Linked DNA regions of Mus musculus: region 2 is linked to region 1. The links are chromatin contacts, called in public HiChIP or PLAC-seq maps. All regions are on one chromosome and are shown on one strand. Each heading gives the region's core, a stretch centred on a gene start, on an enhancer-like site or on the middle of the called end of the contact. The rest is flanking DNA. Distances are from core to core; before and after follow the strand shown. Region 1 overlaps Sorcs1 (sortilin-related VPS10 domain containing receptor 1). Region 2 overlaps Sorcs1 (sortilin-related VPS10 domain containing receptor 1).

Region 1 (3,404 bases), core at 790-3,289:
CACATACCCAGGTAAACATGGGCCAGGTATAGAAACTGCACATACAAACCAGCACACAAGGTGAAGGCAAGCACACACAGGCCTAGAAGGGTTGGCTCTTTGCCAAAGACAAAATGCCTAGATGGAGGCTTCTAACCTTAAAGTCAAATTTATATAGGATATGACCTTCTGCTAGGAATTGTTTTAACACTATTTACTTTTGAGTTCCCTGGACATCCAATATCTGCCATCATTGGCTAACTCCCATTGCTTAGAAGATAAGTGTCGAACATGTTTGAGATAACTCTTACCAAGGACATGCTGCCCGTGGTAGTTTGAATGAGAATGTTCCTCATCGGCTCATATATTTGAATGTTTGGTCTTAGTTAGTAGAACAATCTTAGAAGGATTAAGACATGTAGCCTTGCTGTTGGAGGTGAGTCCATGACCATCATGGTGGGGAGCATGGTGGCAGGAAGGCAGACATGATGTAAGATCAGAAGCTGAGCACTTACAACTGATACACAAGCAGGAGGCAATGGGAGAGGGAGAGGGAGAGAGTGAGAGACAGAGAAAGAGGCAGATAGACAGAGATGGAGAGAGAGAGAGAGAGAGAGAGAGAGAGAGAGAGAGATTGATTTTGTCCTTGATACTGAATTTTAAAAATCTCAAAGTCCACCCCCAGTGACTCTAAGGTTGAAGACTGGATCACTTCTATTGTCACTTGTCCCCTGACAGGACTCCCTTAGTACATAACAAGGAAAGAGTAGGCTAAGCACAGGTATCCCTTGCTGCCTCTTTCTTGGTTATTTGCTTTCTTATTATTGAAGGGACACCTACACAGAGTTTCACTATTTGCTCTTTATCAGATGTATGGTTTGTAAATATTTTCTTTCAGGCTTTAACTTATTTCTTACAGTAGCTGTTATTCTCTCTAACATAGAGAGGCTTTCTGGTTTTTTGCAGTTCTATGATTTCTTTTTGGCTTTGGAAAAATCTATGCTCAGACTAATGGTGTAAACAAACAAACAAACAAACAAACAAAAATCCCTGTTGTAAATATATCTTTCATTATCCAGATGTAATTGTCACCTCAGAGGCTTACTGCTGAATAAGCTCATCCTCTCTAGTTCGTTCTGAACTCTGGCTGGCTGGTTCACCTCAGCTCTTCTGGCTCCAACTCTTCTCCAAGCTGACTGAATCAACCTGGCTTCTCTCAGTCTCTTATTGAATTGCTCTGCTTGGCCTCAAATGAACTCTGGAAATTTGTTCTGATTTTCTGGCTCCTTCTATTTTCTAGCTTCATCTGCCTCTGCTGACTTGCGCTGAGCTTCAGGGACTCACGAAATTAACTGCTCTCCACTGAACAGCACTCACTGCAGTAACTCCCAATCGACTGATCTTCTCTCCCCGCACTGATCTTTTCTGTACTGTTCATGTGAAAGTTGGGCCTATTCTACTCATCATCTTGTCTGTCCCTCAGTTAAAAATTACTTTCAAACTAAGCTTCTTCTTTCTACAAACTAATTTTACCTTAAAGGTGTGTACTAAGGGAGTGTCTGTATTTCAACTGGAGGGATTAAAGGTTGGCATGTCTGCATTCCAGCTAGAACACATAAACCTAGGTCTTTGGATGTGATTCCCTTACCAGAATAGCCATGTTGCTGGATTAAAATCTACACCTGTAGTTTCTTCTAGTATTTTTATTGTATCAGTGTAGAACCCAAAATAAATTCAAGACTACCTAGCCCTTTCCCCCTCTGAAGGGACTTTCCAAACTATATAGTATAGGGGTCAAAAAGACCAGACTAAGCCTGCAGCTTCCACAACAAGATTAGCAGTTCCCAGAAAAATTCTCCTACCCTGCCCCACACTGAATTCTGAGAAAAACCACAAACTGCCCCGACCTTGTCTCTAGAATTCCCCATGACGTTAATAGTTGTGATGTTAATAGCTGAACCATAACTTCAAAATGTACTGCTGCTTTGTTGAATAACCCACCATAAGGGCAGGCAGAGTGAGTCACTAGGCCAAAGGTACAAACCAACCAATGCCTGAAAAGGTTACTTGCTACACAAATTAGAATCAGCCAGCTAGCCCTGTTGCCTGAATCTGCCCCTTACACGGTATAAAAAGTGTTTTCTTTGTTTGTTAGGAGTCTCTCCTCTTGCCTGAATGCTGGGGGGGGGGGGTCCCAATGCATTGGATCAATAAAAATCCTCTTTCAGTTTGCAGTGATGGCAGTCTCTGTAATCTTTGTGAATGAGGGTCTTTTGGTGGACTCCAACATCAGTACTAACATTGAAATCTTCACTCAGGATGATACCCTCCAGGTCCATCCATTTGCCTAGGAATTTCATAAATTCATTGTTTTAAATAGCTGAGTAGTACTTCATTGTGTAAATGTACCACATTTTCTGTATCCATTTCTCTGTTGAGGGGCATCTGGGTTCTTTCCAGCTTCTGGCTGTTATAAATAAGGCTGCTATGAACATAGTGGAGCATGTTTCCTTCTTACCGGTTGGGACATCTTCTGGATATATGCCCAGGAGAGTTATTGCTGGATCCTCCGATAGTACTATGTCCAATTTTCTGAGGAACCGCCAGACTGATTTCCCGAGTGGTTGTACAAGCCTGCAATCCCACCAGCAATGGAGGAGTGTTCCTCTTTCTCCACATCCTCACCTGAATTTTTTATCTTAGCCATTCTGACTAGTGTGAGGTGGACTCTCAGGGTTGTTTTGATTTGCATTTCCCTGATGATTAAGGATACTGAACATTTTTTCCAAGTGCTTCTCAGCCATTTAGTATTCCTCAGGTGAGAATTCTTTGTTTAGCTCTGAGCCCCATTTTTTGACAGGGTTATTTGATTTTCTGGAGTCTATCTTCTTGAGTTCTTTATATATTTTGGATATTAGTACCCTATTTGATTTAGGATTGGTAAAGATCCTCTCTCAATCTGTTGGTCGCCTTTTTGTCTTATTGGCAGTGTCTTTTACCTTACAGAAGCTTTGGTCCCCAATGGAGGAGCTAGAGAAAGTACAAGAATCTAAAGGGGTCTTCAACCCTATAGGTGGAAAAAACAATATGAACTAACCTGTACCCCCAGAGCTCGTGTCTCTAGCTGCATATGTAGCAGAAGATGGCCTAGTCAGCCATCATTAAGAAAAGAGGCACCTTGGTCTTGCAAACTTTATATGCCTCAGTACAGGGGAATGCCAGGGCCAAGAAGTGGGAGTGGGTGGGTAGAGGAGTGGGGCAGGGGTATGGGGGACTTTAGGGATAGCATTTGAAATGTAAATGAAGAAAATACCTAATTAAAAAAACAAAACTTCTAAAAGAAAAAAAAAGAAAAGAAGGTAATGGGGATGCTGTGGAATGAAGTGATTAGTCTGGGACCAAATGTGTTAGGAGCTAGGCATGAT
Region 2 (3,139 bases), core at 329-2,828, 90 kb before region 1:
AGCTCCAGAGAAAAGCAACTTTCATTAACTATTTTTTTTTCTAACAAGCCTACAGAATACTGGGTTTCATTGTAACCTTTCCCACATAGATTTTTTTCTGTTGCTCTTCCTCCATGAGCCACCCCTACCTTGTGCTGTTGGTCCCCTCTCCCCTCAGTATCTCCAGTCTCTGAGGTAAGTTCATGTTACGAGTCTAAGACCCTCTCCACCCTCCTCACTTACTTGACTAAGAAGGGAGAGGTTCAAGTTCACCTCGAAGCTTCTTTATTTTATTATTTGAGATAAGTTCTAGTTAGATAGTCTTGGCTGGTCTGACACTTTCTGTGTTAGCCCGGCTAGCCTCCATCTAACAGAGATCTCTCCGTATTTGCCTCACAAATGCTTGGATGAAAGACATGGGTTATTATGTCTGGCTTAAAATTTTATCTTGATGATGAGTGAAAAACCAATTTATACAGTCAGTAAACTATGTCTGAATTTGAATCTTCCCATCACCTTCCAGTGATGCAAACATGGTATTCATCATAGGTGCCTTTTAGTCCTCAACCATATTGCTTCTCCTAGCTCAACCACAAACAGGAGATCTGTCTGAAATTAAAGTAACAAACACAACCACCAACAGCAGAAGTACCTCATGAGTGAGAACACATATACATGATTGTGGCGATAAAGTTTCTTTCCCCTTCTCAGAGAAGCAGAGTCACAGTAGACTCTGAGGGTGTTTCCAGTGGAGGAGAGCTAATGAGAGGTATATGTATATGGAGGAGAGAGGTGGCTGTAGTGGAAATGAATGGCTTGATACCACCCAATGCTCCATCAACCTTTCTCTTTGTACTCAGTGGTTCAGCCTCCCTCTGCCCTAGTGTTGCCAAAGCTGGGCTGTCACTCTTTTCCTGTTTGCAATTTGGCTGTTGTATCTTTCAAGTTTCTTCAGAGACAAGTGGGATTAAACACGGCCAGCAGAGAGAGCCTGGCATGATGAGGAAGTATTCCTAGGAGACCAGAGCAGCCTGATCATGCTGGCTTCTCAAAAGGGCAGTCTGGCTACAGAGCATCTCAGCCAAGGGGGGAAAAAAGCCAGTTCCTTCATCGCTAGCACTTCCTGCCCCTGCACACAAGATCAAACTTCACTTCCAATGCCTGTGAGCCTGGAGGAGATTTTTTTTTTTTTTTTGTCTAGGACTTTTTATGTGAACGAAGGCATCTGTAATTTATTTTTATTATGCTTGATTTTTGATATTCTGTTTATTGATCTTTAGTCTTCTTAAAAACTAGGCAAGCATTCTAAACACTGAGCTTTATTCTAAGTCCATTATTTTATTCCTATATTATATATGTATGCCAGCAGCAGATGAGAGAGAGGTAGGGAAGGAGCATGCCAGAATGAGAGGAACACAAGAGCTCAACTGGAGCTCAAGTGTGCATGTGAGAGAAAGAGGGAGAGGGGGAGGGGGAGGGGTGGAGGGGGAGGGAGAGAGGGGGAGGGGGAGGGAGGGAGAGAGAGAGAGAGACTGACTATTTGGGATAGAAAAAAGAAAGGCCAGGCCAAGACAGTGCAAACCAAACCCATGACTTTCCTGGAACCTCACGCTGTGTTGTTTTACCACTGGCAGTGAAGCGGAAAGCTGCTTTGAGACCCTCTTGCTTTTCTCTGAACAAGTTTTCTATTCTTTCTATTTCCTTTTAGTCTTTTGTCTGAACTTTAAAATTTTGCAACAACCAGACCAAAACATGGTGCGGAAAATGTTATTTGGGATAGAAAGGGTCTGAGTGAATGGTGGAAGAAGGAAACGTTCTCCTCCTGCACTGGGGAAAGTGGGAAGGTTTGTGAGATGGTGATGCTCCCCATGAAAGTCCCAGCTCAGTGCTCCCAGTTGATACTCTCCATGAAAGTCCCAGCACTGTGCTCCCAGATGATGCACCTCCATGTAGATCCCAGCTCAGTGCTCCCAGATGATGCTCCCCATGAAAGTCCCAGTGCTGTGCTCCCAGATGATGCTCCACATGAAAGTCCCAGTGCTCCCAGATGATGCTCCCCATGAAAGTCCCAGTGCTGTGCTCCCAGATGATGCACCTCCTTGTAGATCCCAGCTCAGTGCTCCCAGATGATGCTCCCCCATGTAGATCCTAGCCAGCACTCTCAGTGCAGGAGCTGGTGGGTGGACTTCTCTGTGCTGTGTGGAAGACATCATGGTGTGAATAATGGTCATTAAATAAAATAGCACATATAACAAGAAATATATATACTTTGGGGGTCAAAAGTCAAAAGAGGGTAAAGTCATTTAGCAGATGCCATGAGTCTGGATCGCCACAGGCTACCTTGTTATGTGCAAACTTCTCCATTGATGTGCAAAGTCAGCAGACTCTTCTAAGTCCCCCTAATTTCAAAGGTTAAGTTCTGCTGTGGCCATCTTTCAAATTCCAGTCCTGTTGGGGCAAATCACACCATAGCTAAACCCTGAGTATACTGTGAGATTATTACGAGCACAGATTTTTTGCTCTTTCAAATATCGCCTTTACAAAATAAACTGAATGTTTATTCTGGTATGTCTTCTAATGAAGCTCTCATAGTATAGTAGTCAAGAAGGATTATCTATCCACAGAACCTAGCTTATTCATGTTATTATAGGGAAAAGAGCACAACTGCTGGAGACAAAAGATCTTAGGACAGGCTAAGATGAACTATAAAGTCTATACTCCAAAGCCCAAGCATGGAGGACTACGTGAAGAGATTTGAATTACTTTTTTTTTCTTCTCATTTGCATAGTAGCTTGTATTTTATCTCAGAGGTTGTGTTGGAATCTAGAACTCATGTCATCTAGAAAAGGAGAAAATGCAGGCTTTCTTGTCTCTCATTATTTTTAAAACCAGAAAAGGCAACCATCCATGAAAAGAGATGGTTGAGTAATATGGGTCAGGACTAAGGTGGTAGCTCAGTTGATGCCTAACCTTATCCAGCATGCCGGCAGATGGAGGTCATTTTTTTTTAATATAAAAACAAAAAGGATATTGGTTGAGATGCAAAAATATAAAAATGAAAGAAAAACATGAAAATGGAGAAACTAATACAGCAAGGAGGAGATTTCTTATATTCGTTGTTTTAAAGTTGTTACTCCAAAAATATGTACTTGGAAATTGC

Evidence for each region. HiChIP or PLAC-seq counts read pairs in DNA pulled down with a chosen protein or histone mark.
Region 2: a contact with region 1 is called in an H3K4me3 HiChIP or PLAC-seq map of the 230-238 cell line, with 5 times the contacts expected there. The contact joins two enhancer-like sites. A contact is called at or near these places in 1 of 15 datasets of contacts at CTCF or cohesin (pro-B cells), 5 of 484 Hi-C or Micro-C datasets (Sertoli cells, cerebellum, cerebral cortex and 1 more) and 3 of 115 datasets of contacts at active chromatin or transcription factors (the 230-238 cell line, astrocytes and large pre-B cells).

Annotation. Positions count from the first base shown.
Region 1 is chr19:50,269,101-50,272,504 of GRCm38.p6, reverse strand. The region is part of intron 6 of Sorcs1 (sortilin-related VPS10 domain containing receptor 1); the gene reads left to right. Among named protein-coding and RNA genes, the nearest start is that of Gm26629, 410 kb to the left of the region's middle. Within about 2 kb of position 2,039, at least 9 of the 459 cell types and tissues checked have an H3K27ac peak or open chromatin away from gene starts, as enhancers often do. A contact at or near this core is called in the 230-238 cell line, where this site is marked.
Region 2 is chr19:50,359,335-50,362,473 of GRCm38.p6, reverse strand. The region is part of intron 3 of Sorcs1 (sortilin-related VPS10 domain containing receptor 1); the gene reads left to right. Among named protein-coding and RNA genes, the nearest start is that of Gm26629, 320 kb to the left of the region's middle. Within about 2 kb of position 1,578, at least 8 of the 459 cell types and tissues checked have an H3K27ac peak or open chromatin away from gene starts, as enhancers often do. A contact at or near this core is called in the 230-238 cell line, where this site is marked.